Regions from separate parts of the Mus musculus genome. Here region 1 is linked to region 2. Evidence: chromatin contacts called from public HiCAR-type data. All regions are on one chromosome and are shown on one strand. The core of a region is the stretch at or near the end of the contact, and the rest is flanking DNA. Distances in the headings are between cores, read along the strand shown.

The links. HiCAR-type assays count read pairs that join an accessible place to other places.
Region 1: a contact with region 2 is called in a HiCAR-type map of astrocytes, with 2.7 times the contacts expected there. The contact joins the promoter of Tbc1d16 here to the promoter of Mettl23 in region 2. A contact is called at or near these places in 2 of 115 datasets of contacts at active chromatin or transcription factors (astrocytes and extraembryonic endoderm stem cells).

Annotation. Positions count from the first base shown.
Region 1 is chr11:119,225,790-119,231,000 of GRCm38.p6, forward strand. It overlaps Tbc1d16 (TBC1 domain family, member 16), which reads right to left and starts at 2,710. Exons shown (of 12, transcript NM_172443.3): 1 at 2,607-2,710. It overlaps Ccdc40 (coiled-coil domain containing 40), which reads left to right and starts at 2,783. Exons shown (of 21, transcript NM_001364767.1): 1 at 2,783-2,958; 2 at 3,239-3,373; 3 at 4,836-4,905. The coding sequence starts at 3,345.
Region 2 is chr11:116,841,552-116,846,537 of GRCm38.p6, forward strand. It overlaps Mettl23 (methyltransferase like 23), which reads left to right and starts at 1,964. Exons shown (of 5, transcript NM_028865.3): 1 at 1,964-2,223. The coding sequence starts at 2,056. Jmjd6 (jumonji domain containing 6) reads right to left here and starts at 1,898. Exons shown (of 6, transcript NM_033398.3): 1 at 1,514-1,898; 2 at 781-1,169. The coding sequence starts at 1,642.

The DNA.
Region 1 (5,211 bases), core at 1,460-3,959, 2.4 Mb after region 2:
AGCTGCGTGGGGTTGGCAGAGCCCTGACCCAGGACCCCTGCTGCTCGCTCTCAGCCTCACAGAAGTTCCAGTGTTGTAGCGGTCTCTTCAGCAAACTGCAATAAAGAGACTGCGCCCTCAGCCCTCAGCCTTACCAGCCCCCACTGTACACCAGGCTCAGGGAGCACCTCAGAGGAAGGGGAGCACTGCAGAGGAGGGGGAGCACTATAGAGGGGGAGGCAGGAAGGACGTAAGAGCCAGGGGATGGGGAGGATTGCTATGAACGGATGACATCCGGACAGGACACTAACTCACAGCCACAGCTGTGGCTACCTGTGTAACGCCTGCACAAGAGCAAACCAGTCAGCCTCCAGCTAGGAGAGAAGGCAGTCCACAGATCCCACCTCTTACTGAGGAGAGGGCAGTTGTCAGCTGCTGGAGGAGAGAACACTTGTAGGTTTCCCATGCCACAGCGGGTGGTCCCACACATATGCACTCGTGGGCAATGGAAGCACACATCTGCAATCCCAGCACTTACGATGCAGGGGCAGGGGAATTACTATGAGTTCTAGACCAGCCTAGGCTGCAGAAGTGGGGAGAGAGAGACTGAGTCTCAACAAAAAGTTACTTGCTGTCTGCCAGACACTTGGGCGGTGAGGTTTTGAAGAGGAACCAAGGAACAAGGAACCCAACGAGAGCCAGTGACTGGTGTATACTGTCTATTTTTGGAGACCATACAGGGTTTTTTGGGGGTTTGGTTTGATTTGGTTCTTTGAGAAAGAATCTACGTACCCCAGGATGGCCTAAAGCTCACGCTATAGCCCAGGCTGGCCTTAAATGCACAGAAATCCCCCTGTCTCATCTTCCCAGGCACTAGAATTGCAGTCCTGAGCCACCATGCCTAGGGAAGATGATTTTATCACTGAAGTTTGTCACTCAAAATCAGGGCACAGAGAGGCCAGGACAGTAGTGGGGAGTTCTGTCAGCCCAAAGGCCATCCTCTCAAAGGGGGAAGCTCCAAAGCAAAGAGTGCTCCTCGGGAAGCAAGGACCTCCCAGCCGCCCCCCCCCCCCACCCCTTAACAAAGCCCTGTGAAGAGCAGGCCAGCCAAGTCTGTGCTGGGTCACATGGCATCATGTGACATCATCTTGGGGTAAATGTGAGTAAAATAGTTCTGTGGATAAAGGTGACTGCTGCCACCAAGCCAGAGGGCCTGGGTTTGAGTCCTCTCAAGACTCATGTGGTGGGAAGACAGAACTAAGCTCCACAAGCTGTCCTCTGAGCTCCATACAGGCACCACCAAGACACATGTGGGCACACACACCCCACACAATAAATAGTCATAATAAAAAATGTGGTTTTGAAAGCTTATAAACTGCAGCTCTTTCACGGGCCTGTTTTCGCACAACGAAAACCCACACATGGTGATCCGAGGCTGTTAACAGACACCGTGATTGCCAGGAGAGTCAACAGTTCCCAAGAAGAACTTCCTAGCTATACTCAAGACATTCCACTCACCAGAAAGCTATGGGGGGGGGGGGGGGACAAAACAAACAAACAGAGAAAAAACCCATAAGTACTGCTCAGCTAAGAGATCCATCCCCAGCAACCAGCTAAGAACCAACTCTGGTAAATTCCCAATGGGTGAATCTTAGCCGGCCCCTGTGCCCAAAGTCACCGCACCACTAAGTTCAATATTCGCTATCAAGGTTAATGTCAATATTTCTTCCAAGAGCTACATACATAGTTTCTTTTAAATTCTTTGATCAGTTATTAAGATTTAGAGTGGAGCCCCTAGTCCCCGGCTCTTTGCACCCATGTTCTGACCAGTATGCTTGGTGACAGGACACTTCCCCTCTCTCTCTCTTTCCTGATAAAGGAAGTTGACAGAGTCCATGGAACAAACTTTAACAGAGTCAAGAGACGCTTTTCTATTCCCCTATTTCTGAACGGAACCTGGACTAGATTGTGGCCAACATGTGACACCGACTTCGGAGGAACAGGCTTTTCTCACCGCGCGTTCTGGCAGGGTTCCGTGGGTTATTTTTAGCAATCTTAAATTGCCCTTTTTTCTTTTTATACTATCCCTTTTTTTCTTTCTTTCTTTTGAGGAAAGAGAGAGAGAGAGAGAGGCGCGCAGGCTAAAAAAGAAGCGAGGATCCTGACATGGGGCCTCTTAAATAGCCCTGACCATTTCCCCCTAGTGCCCCAACGCTAAGACCGCACACGCCCCAGGAGGGCATGGCACACCTTGGGGGCTCTGTCTGACAGTGCAGGAACCCCATAAGTTCTTCGCATGCTCAGACCAGCCAGCAAGACAAAGACCGCAAGTGCCCCGGCCCACAGCTCCAGACAGGCGAGGACCGAGTCTCCTCGAGTGGGCCCACTCCCAAAGCAGAGAGTCTCACTCGAGGGTGGAGTTCCCAGGGCGTCCCCAGCAAGATCCGGGTTCCTCCGCATCGCCCCCGCCCAGAGCCCAGAGCCGGTCCCCCAGCCACTCCCGGACCCCCGCGCAGCAGGCCCGGGTCCGGTGCGTGCAGATTCCAGGGTACCCAGGAACCGCCACGTCGTCCCGAGTGGACCCCAAAATCCCCGGCCCGCGATCCCAGAAGAACCCTGATACCCACCCGGGTCCCGCCGCGAGGGCTGGACACGCGCCGGCTCCAGGAGCCACCACCGCCGCCGCCACTGCCACCGCCGCCGAAAGCGAGGCGCGGCGGGGAGGGAATATGGAGAGGCCGTCCCCGCTCCGCCTCCGCTCCGCCCCCGCTCCGCCTCGCTCCGCCCCGGGGCCCAGCCCCGCTCAGCCCGGAACGCCAGGCACTAACTCCAACCTCAGGGTCCTGCGCATCCGTCGACCCCTGCTCGGGGCTTTCTGCTGACTCTGCAGGATCTCGCCACGCGCCTAGTACCCCGGACCCTGCCCTGGATGGGAGCCCTGTGCCCTCGATCCGAAAGGCAGGGCCTCCCTGTACCCATGTATGCGCTCACCCCTTGCATTTCTATTTCTCAAACTTAGGGTTACGAAGGAATGATGCTCCCCAAAAGGTACTGGTTCTTGAGTAACCCAAAGCTGGAAGTGGAAGAGCCAGAGCTAGGCGCGTTTCCCGGACCCAGCATCCCCAACCTGCCTGCCACTTTCTTTGAGTCCCTGAACATCATCAGGGTCACTCTACGGGAACTAAGTCCAGCCGGGAAAGTCTGGGACACATGGCGACGGACAGGCAAAACACATTTGTTCTTTAATGTGTTTGCTTAGTGTTTCTGTGTGAATCGATGGACGCTGCCAGACCCCGCCTCCTGCGGTCTTGGAGCACGCGGTCCAGACTTCGCCGGATGTTGATGGCGTAGCCTAGCAACGAGAGATGGCGGAGCCGGAGGACCAGGCTGACGGGTAAGCCCCGCAGGAGGGATAATAAACCCACCAGATGTTTTCACTAAATTTCTGCACGCAGGTACCCCCACCCGGACCGCCTTCTCCTTCACTTCTGTGCCCCTTCCCGCTCTTCTCCACTTTCTGGACCTGTCCTACACTACCCAACCCACGCTCCCCCATGTCCCCTATCTCTTGCACCTTCTGTTCTTTGTCCTTTTCAAGCGCCCCCCACCCCCCATCATTCCTTACTCCTAGCCCCTGCTTCTCCTGGACTACAGACTTTAACGCCCCGCGGTAACCATGGCAACCATCATGCTTGATAAACCCGCTGCAAAGCAGGACTTGGATGGATGGGACGCCGTTCAGTATTACAAGAGTGGGAAGAAAGGAGGAGCAGTAGCTCCGTTGGGATTGGGCTAGGCCCATACCTCCCCCTGCAAGATGGATTCCCCTCACCCCCATCATGGTCTTGAGGGATAGACTGATCCCCATCACTGAGTGAACCCCAAAATGCTGTTGCCGGCACTGTTTTAGGTTTTGTGCAAAACAAAAGCAAGTTTAAACAGTTCTATTTGCTCAGACTTTTCTGGGTTGTTTCATATAGTTAAAGTCCTTATGGACACCCATGGAAACACATCCAGAGTATATCCCACGAGAAGGCTAACTGTGAAGCCACAGGTATAGAATGAGCTCCAACTTGGGGAAGACTTGAAATGCAAAGATTCTGAGCAAAGGCAGGTGCACAAAATGCCTGCTCCAGTGGTGCTGGGAAGCAGAGGGGGGAATAGCCCAAGCTCTCATTGTCTGTGAAGCAGAAATCTGTATTCGTTTGTTTTTTAGAAAGCTAGCTTAGCTTTTTAAATAGTCTTAAATATTGCATGTGGCATATTTGTAGAAGTGGTGTGTGTGTGCACGCGCGTGTGCGCACATTCGTGCAGAAGCCAGAGGAAGATTCAGGCGTCCTGCTCTATCTATCTCTACCTTATTCTCTTGAAGCAGAACCTCTCATTGAGCCTGGAGCTTGACTGGTGGCCAGCAAGCCTTAATAGTCCTCCTGCCTCAAACCCTCACAGTGCTGGAGTTCAGGCACAAGCAACTGTGCCTAGCTCTTACGTGACTGCTGGGGGTCCAGACTCTAGTTCCTAACTAAGTTTTTGAAAAGCCAAAATATTTTACATGCAAACCTTGGCTATGTTGAGAAGTAGAGACGGCATGCTGTCCTCTCTCCTGAGACCTTCTCTGCTTGGCCCCAGAAACAGACTTCGCTGGGGTGTTCTCACACGCCGCTCCTTTCACGTTATAATTGCGCCTTACGTTCATTCCCATACCACATTTGTGGCCCGTGACTAGCATGGCCCAGCGATGGAAGAGTCTCTGCTGGCAGCAGAGTGGAGGAGAGGCAGAGGCCTTACCAGTGAACAGCTGGTATGCAGTGTGCATGATAGGGCTGTGAACCAGTGTTCCCTGTCTCTAAAAGCAGGTCACAGCAGGAAGGCCAACAGTCTTCTGCCGAAGAGGACTCGGAGCAGCAGTATACTGAAGGCCCTGAGGTAACGTCCATTCAGACCCCTATGTGCTAGGAGACAAATAGACAGGGGCCAGGGACCATGGGACCATCATCGTACGCTCTGGGACCATCTCAGTTCAGGCACGGAGAAACTCGTTCCCTTCTCACTGTGTTCTACTGGCATTGTTAAAACCGTCTGACCAAAAGCATCTTAGAAGAGGAAAAGATTTATATGGCTTTCACTTCCAGGTCATAGTTCATCCCTGAGGGAAGTCAAGTCAGGAGCCTGAAGGCAAGCCTGCTTGCCAGTCAGCATGTATTACCTCTAACTAGAGAACTCACTTGTGGG
Region 2 (4,986 bases), core at 714-3,213:
TCCACTAGGTGTGGTAGCCCAAGCTCTTAATACCAACATCCTGGAGACAGACACAGATGGATCTTAATTTCAAAGCCTACCAGTGCTACACAGAGACCCCTATCTCAAAACACCCAAACCAAGCCTGGTGCAATATTGAACATCTTTAATGTCTAGCACTTAGAAGGCAGATCTCTGTGAGTTTAAGGTCAACCTGGTAACACAGTGAGTTACAAAGAGTCAGTATAAGAAACCACACTTGTAAAAATAGAAATAAAACTTCCTTGATAAAGCAATGGTTGCACTAAAATGACCTGGGGCTGGGCAGAGACGGCTCAGGTTAGAAGCACTCAATTCCTCAAAGCACCAAGGTTCAATTCTTAGCACCTCACATGATCCCAATGGCTCACAACTATCCATAATTGCAGCTCCTGAGGTTCTGACCTCAACCAACAGGCAGAGACTGGTAAAACATATACATGCATGAAGTTTTATTTAAAAAAAAAAAAATGCCCTGGAGGAATCCAGATGCCTCCCCACCCCCCCACCCCCATGGAATCCTTCTTCCGAAGTAGGACTATAAACAGGTCAATGTGTAGGGAAGACTTTCATTGCTTTTACAAGGTTAGACAGAGTTCTGCTAACAGGCTTGCGGATTTGTGTGTGTTTATCCAGAGACAGGGTTTCTTTGTGTAGCCCTTGCTGTCCTGGAACTCATTCTGTAGCCCAGGCTGGCCTTACAAAAATACCACTGCCTGTCACTGTCCATGGTTTTTGAAAACTTAACGTGAAATAATTTACCTGTAAGGGGGTCTGCGTTTCTCCCCCGCGTATTGGAAAAGATCATCTGTGAAAAACTTGGGCACCTTGTAGTCTTCCAAAAGTTTCCTTCTTTTGGGGTGTTCGCCATAGCTGCTATCGAAGATGTAAAGGGGACTGTCATCGCGGGTGCTCTCCATGTACTCGATGTAGTACTTCATCTTCATCTTAACCGAGTAGCCGTCATTATCCTCGCCGCACTTGAACTTCTGGTTCCGGTATTTCCTTTTGAGGCGCTCCAGAGTCCATTTCTCCTGTGCGGACCAGCCCTCTTGTGCATTGAGCAGAACCACGGGCTTGTAAGGCCTCTCGTAGCGCTCCACGAACTCTTTCACCGACAGCTGTAAGGCATCAGCTCTCTCCACGTTATCCTGCGGGAACAACAAAAGACCTGTCCCGTTAGGACACTGGAACAAGTCCAGTGGCGGATAAAGGTGTCCCACAGGGCCAATTAGCAAAGACACCCGTGAGCAATGGCACACACGAGCAAGGAACGAGCGAGCCTCTGCTCCTCCAGGGGGCCGGAGGGACGGAAGGAGGCCCACGTGCGTGCGGGCGAGCACGTCGCACCCGGAGCCACCCCTTCACGGGAGGGAGGGGCCCGAAGCTCCCACGACCGAGCGAGTTTTGACAGCCGGGCTGCGGGGCCCCATCGGGGGACCAGCGGCCCTCGGAAGGCGGGCAGCCGTCGTGTGGGGTCCCGCGCCCCGCTCACCGGCACGGCCGCGGGGTTCAGCGGGTAGCTCTCGTAGTAGTTGTGCCGGGTCCAGTCGAGCGAGTCCTTGAGCTCCGGCCGCGCACTTCGCTTGGCCTCGCGGATGCGCTTCTTGCTCTTGTGGTTCATCGTGAGCCGCTCGCCGTCCGGTTCCGCCCCGACCCCGACGCGGCTCGCGTTTCCTGCCACCAAACGCGCCCTCCCTCCCTGGCTGGCGCGGCCCCGAGACGCCCTTCGCTCCGGCCCGGCGCCTTTAAAGTCGCCTTCCAGAAGATTCACTCCTCAGCCGCCACCGGAGCTTTGGGTTGGGCGAACAGCGGCCTTCCTCCCCGCCCCACCGCCTCATGCGGTCCGCCATTGGCCTCAGCGACCTGCCAGACCCGCCTTCATGCACGCCAATTGGGCGCCATGTTGGGAAGGTCGCGTCGCCGACGCCCTGCCCCTCCCTGCTTTGGCCTACGCAACACTTCCGTCTGCGCGTCGCTTCCCTGCGGTCTCCTTCCGGCCGGGCCCGCTGCGGCCTCCGGCTTCCTGTGTTTGCCATGGACAGTGTCCGGCCCCGCGCTCCTTGGGCACCGCCTCCTGACCCGGCGTCCCTGGACTCCCCTACGTGCGAGCCCGGCCTCATGGCCGGGACCCAGCTCTTTCGGTTCCGGGAGGAGCCAGTTCCCGGAGGCAATCGGGCGGTGCTGGAGGTCCGCGTCCCGCAGGTGCGTGCGGCGGCACCCACGTGGGAGCCCCCTGTTTGGAGCGGGAGTGGGTTGTCCTTCAGTTCTCGGCTTCGTTCATTAGCACCAGGTCTGGTGTGAAGCCCGGTGAGGGGTTAAGTGCGCTCCAGTGACACATTTAGGGACAGTGCCAGGAAGTTCACTGAATTCCACCAGGAAAGTGGCTGTCTTGTCCTGTGATGCTAACTTTGTACTCTTTTGAAAGCATCTGTCAGTATATCTAACACGGCCTGCCCCCCTCCCCACCAAACCTCCGGGTACTCTTGATTGAACCTCTGCCTGTTAGGCAAGTGCTCCGCCACTGAGTGGTAGCCCTAACTCTCTGTTTTATTTCTGAGCTCAGGCAGGCTTTGAATTTGAACCCCCGTTTCCCGCTTCTTAGGGTTAGGAGTGTGCGCCACCATGCTGGCTTAAACAGTGCCGGGGCTCGAATCCAAGATCCATACACGATAGATGATAGTTGTGCTTTTGAGTTTATCCCAAACCCCGTAATCTTTGCTGTTTAAATTTTGGGACCAGGGATTCCTGTCTCCAACACCCCAATAAAATTTTATACATCGGCACTGGCTTGTTCCCTCCGAGCTCATAGCTACTCTAAAACTGACTAACTCTTCCCAGGTAGTCGGGTTTTACAAAGGATTTTCGTGTTGTAATGTAGGCAGCTGGACCATAGGTAGGTAGGTGTCCCTGGCAATAGTAAGGGGAGCAGAAGGTATAGCCTTCTGCTATACAATGCTGCCACCTGTAGCAGTCCTCGTTTGTTTGTTTTTTTTCCCAGACTTCTACACAAGTGAAGCAGAGATTTTGTTTTGAGACAGGGTCTCTCTATGTATCCCTGGTTATTGTGGAACACATTCTGTGAACCAGTCTGGACTCAGGGTTCACCGTGCCTCTGCCTTTGGAGTGTTGGGATTAAAGGTGTATTCCTCCGCCCTCCCAGCAGCCTCTAACATTAGAGAAGAGATTCTTGGCTGTGTACTACAGAGAAATATTTCAGGACAAATAAGCGTGAAGCAGAGTTGGAAGATACTAATAACCTGGATCTTTTTAAGTTTGGGCATTAATAGACAACTAGGAAAAGGACAAGAAGGCATGGGGTACAGACTTCATAAGTCAGAATACTGCACTTGAGTGTCTTAATAGCCATATGAATGATTTGGTAACATCTGGAGTTAAATTGTTTAAGGAATTTTTTTGTTTGTTTGTCTTGTTTTGTTTTTCGAGACAGGGTTTCTCTGTATAGTCCTGGCTGTCCTGGAACTCACTTTGTAGACCAGGCTGGCCTCGAACTCAGAAATCCACCTGCCTCTGCCTCTGCCTCCCGAGTGCTGGGATTAAAGGCGTGCGCCACCACGCCCGGCTGTTTCAGGAATTTCTAAGAAACTTGTTTTAGTAAATAAAACCATAGAACATTCTGGTTTGAAATATGTCAATATAAAGAACTCTGCTCCTCTGTAGACAAATGTCACGGTGAATTTTGTTAGTTGTACTAAAATTTGATCCTCACTTGGTGAGAGACTAGTCTTAGGGATGAGATCTTGACTTTCCCATGTCCTCCTTGTTTTTAGTTTGTCCTTTCTCAGCAGGTCAGTGTTACAGGGGAAAACACATAAGAGGCAGACCAAAACAACTTGTTTCTGTAGCTTCCAAATGTCTTCATGTCAAAAACTCTTGAATTTCCTTCCAAATTTAGGGAGTAAAGACACTCAATATGAGTAAAGAACCCCGGGGTTTTTATACACAAATCTGCATTTCTTCTAGAAACATCCTTCTCTGGGCCTTTATTGTACTCAAAGCCTAATCCATTGTGTTATAGACATATGTTAAGTCAGGGTCTCATGCTTAGGTACTGATATTTGTTTTTTGAGACTGGATTTCATTATGGAGTTCTGGCTGGCCTGCCCACTTGTGCCTTTCAAGTGTATTAAAGCCATGCACCACCATCCCCTGCTTTATTTTTTTATTTACAGATTAATTTTTTGCTGGAATTGATGGCCCATGCCCTTAATCCCTCCTTTAATCCCAGCATTCAAAAGGCAGAGGCAAGAGGATCACTGGAGTTTGAGGCCAACATAGTCTGCACAGTCACAACACAGTGACTTCCTCTCGAAAATGAAGAGTGGGAAGCTTTGAACTGCTGAATCTTCCATCTGGTCTGTATTTTTGCCCCGGGACTTCATTTACATCAAGTGCATAAGTACAGTAAACAAAACAATGTTTCTCTGGCTTTTTCCATCATTCATTTTCTAGTGTTCTTCATTCTTCTTGCCTCCACCCCTCAGTATTACGTTCCCTCTCTGCTCCCCAAATAAAGTTTATTTTTATGTTTCTTGTTCTTTTTTGAATCAAAGTCTATGCAATCCTGGCTGACTGAACTCATGGAGATCTACCTAGCTCAGCCTCTCAAGTGTTGAGATTAAAGGGGAGTATCACTGCATAGGCTTTTTATGCTTATAGGTATTTTGCCTGTATGTATGTATGTCTGAGCACCACCTATGTGTGTCCTCAGAGGCCAAAAAGGGCTATTAGGTCACTTGGAACAGAAGATCCAGATGTTCGCTGGCTGCCATAAGGGTGATGGAAATTGAACCCTGATCCTCTGGAAAAGCAGAGCTCTTTCCAATCCCTATTATTGTTATTTTTAAGTAGGGTTATGACATTTTGGCCTGACTGGCCTTGAGTTTGGGGCCCTCCTGTCTGCCCCCCTTCCTTCCAGTGCTGGAGTGACCAGTGTTTACCACTATA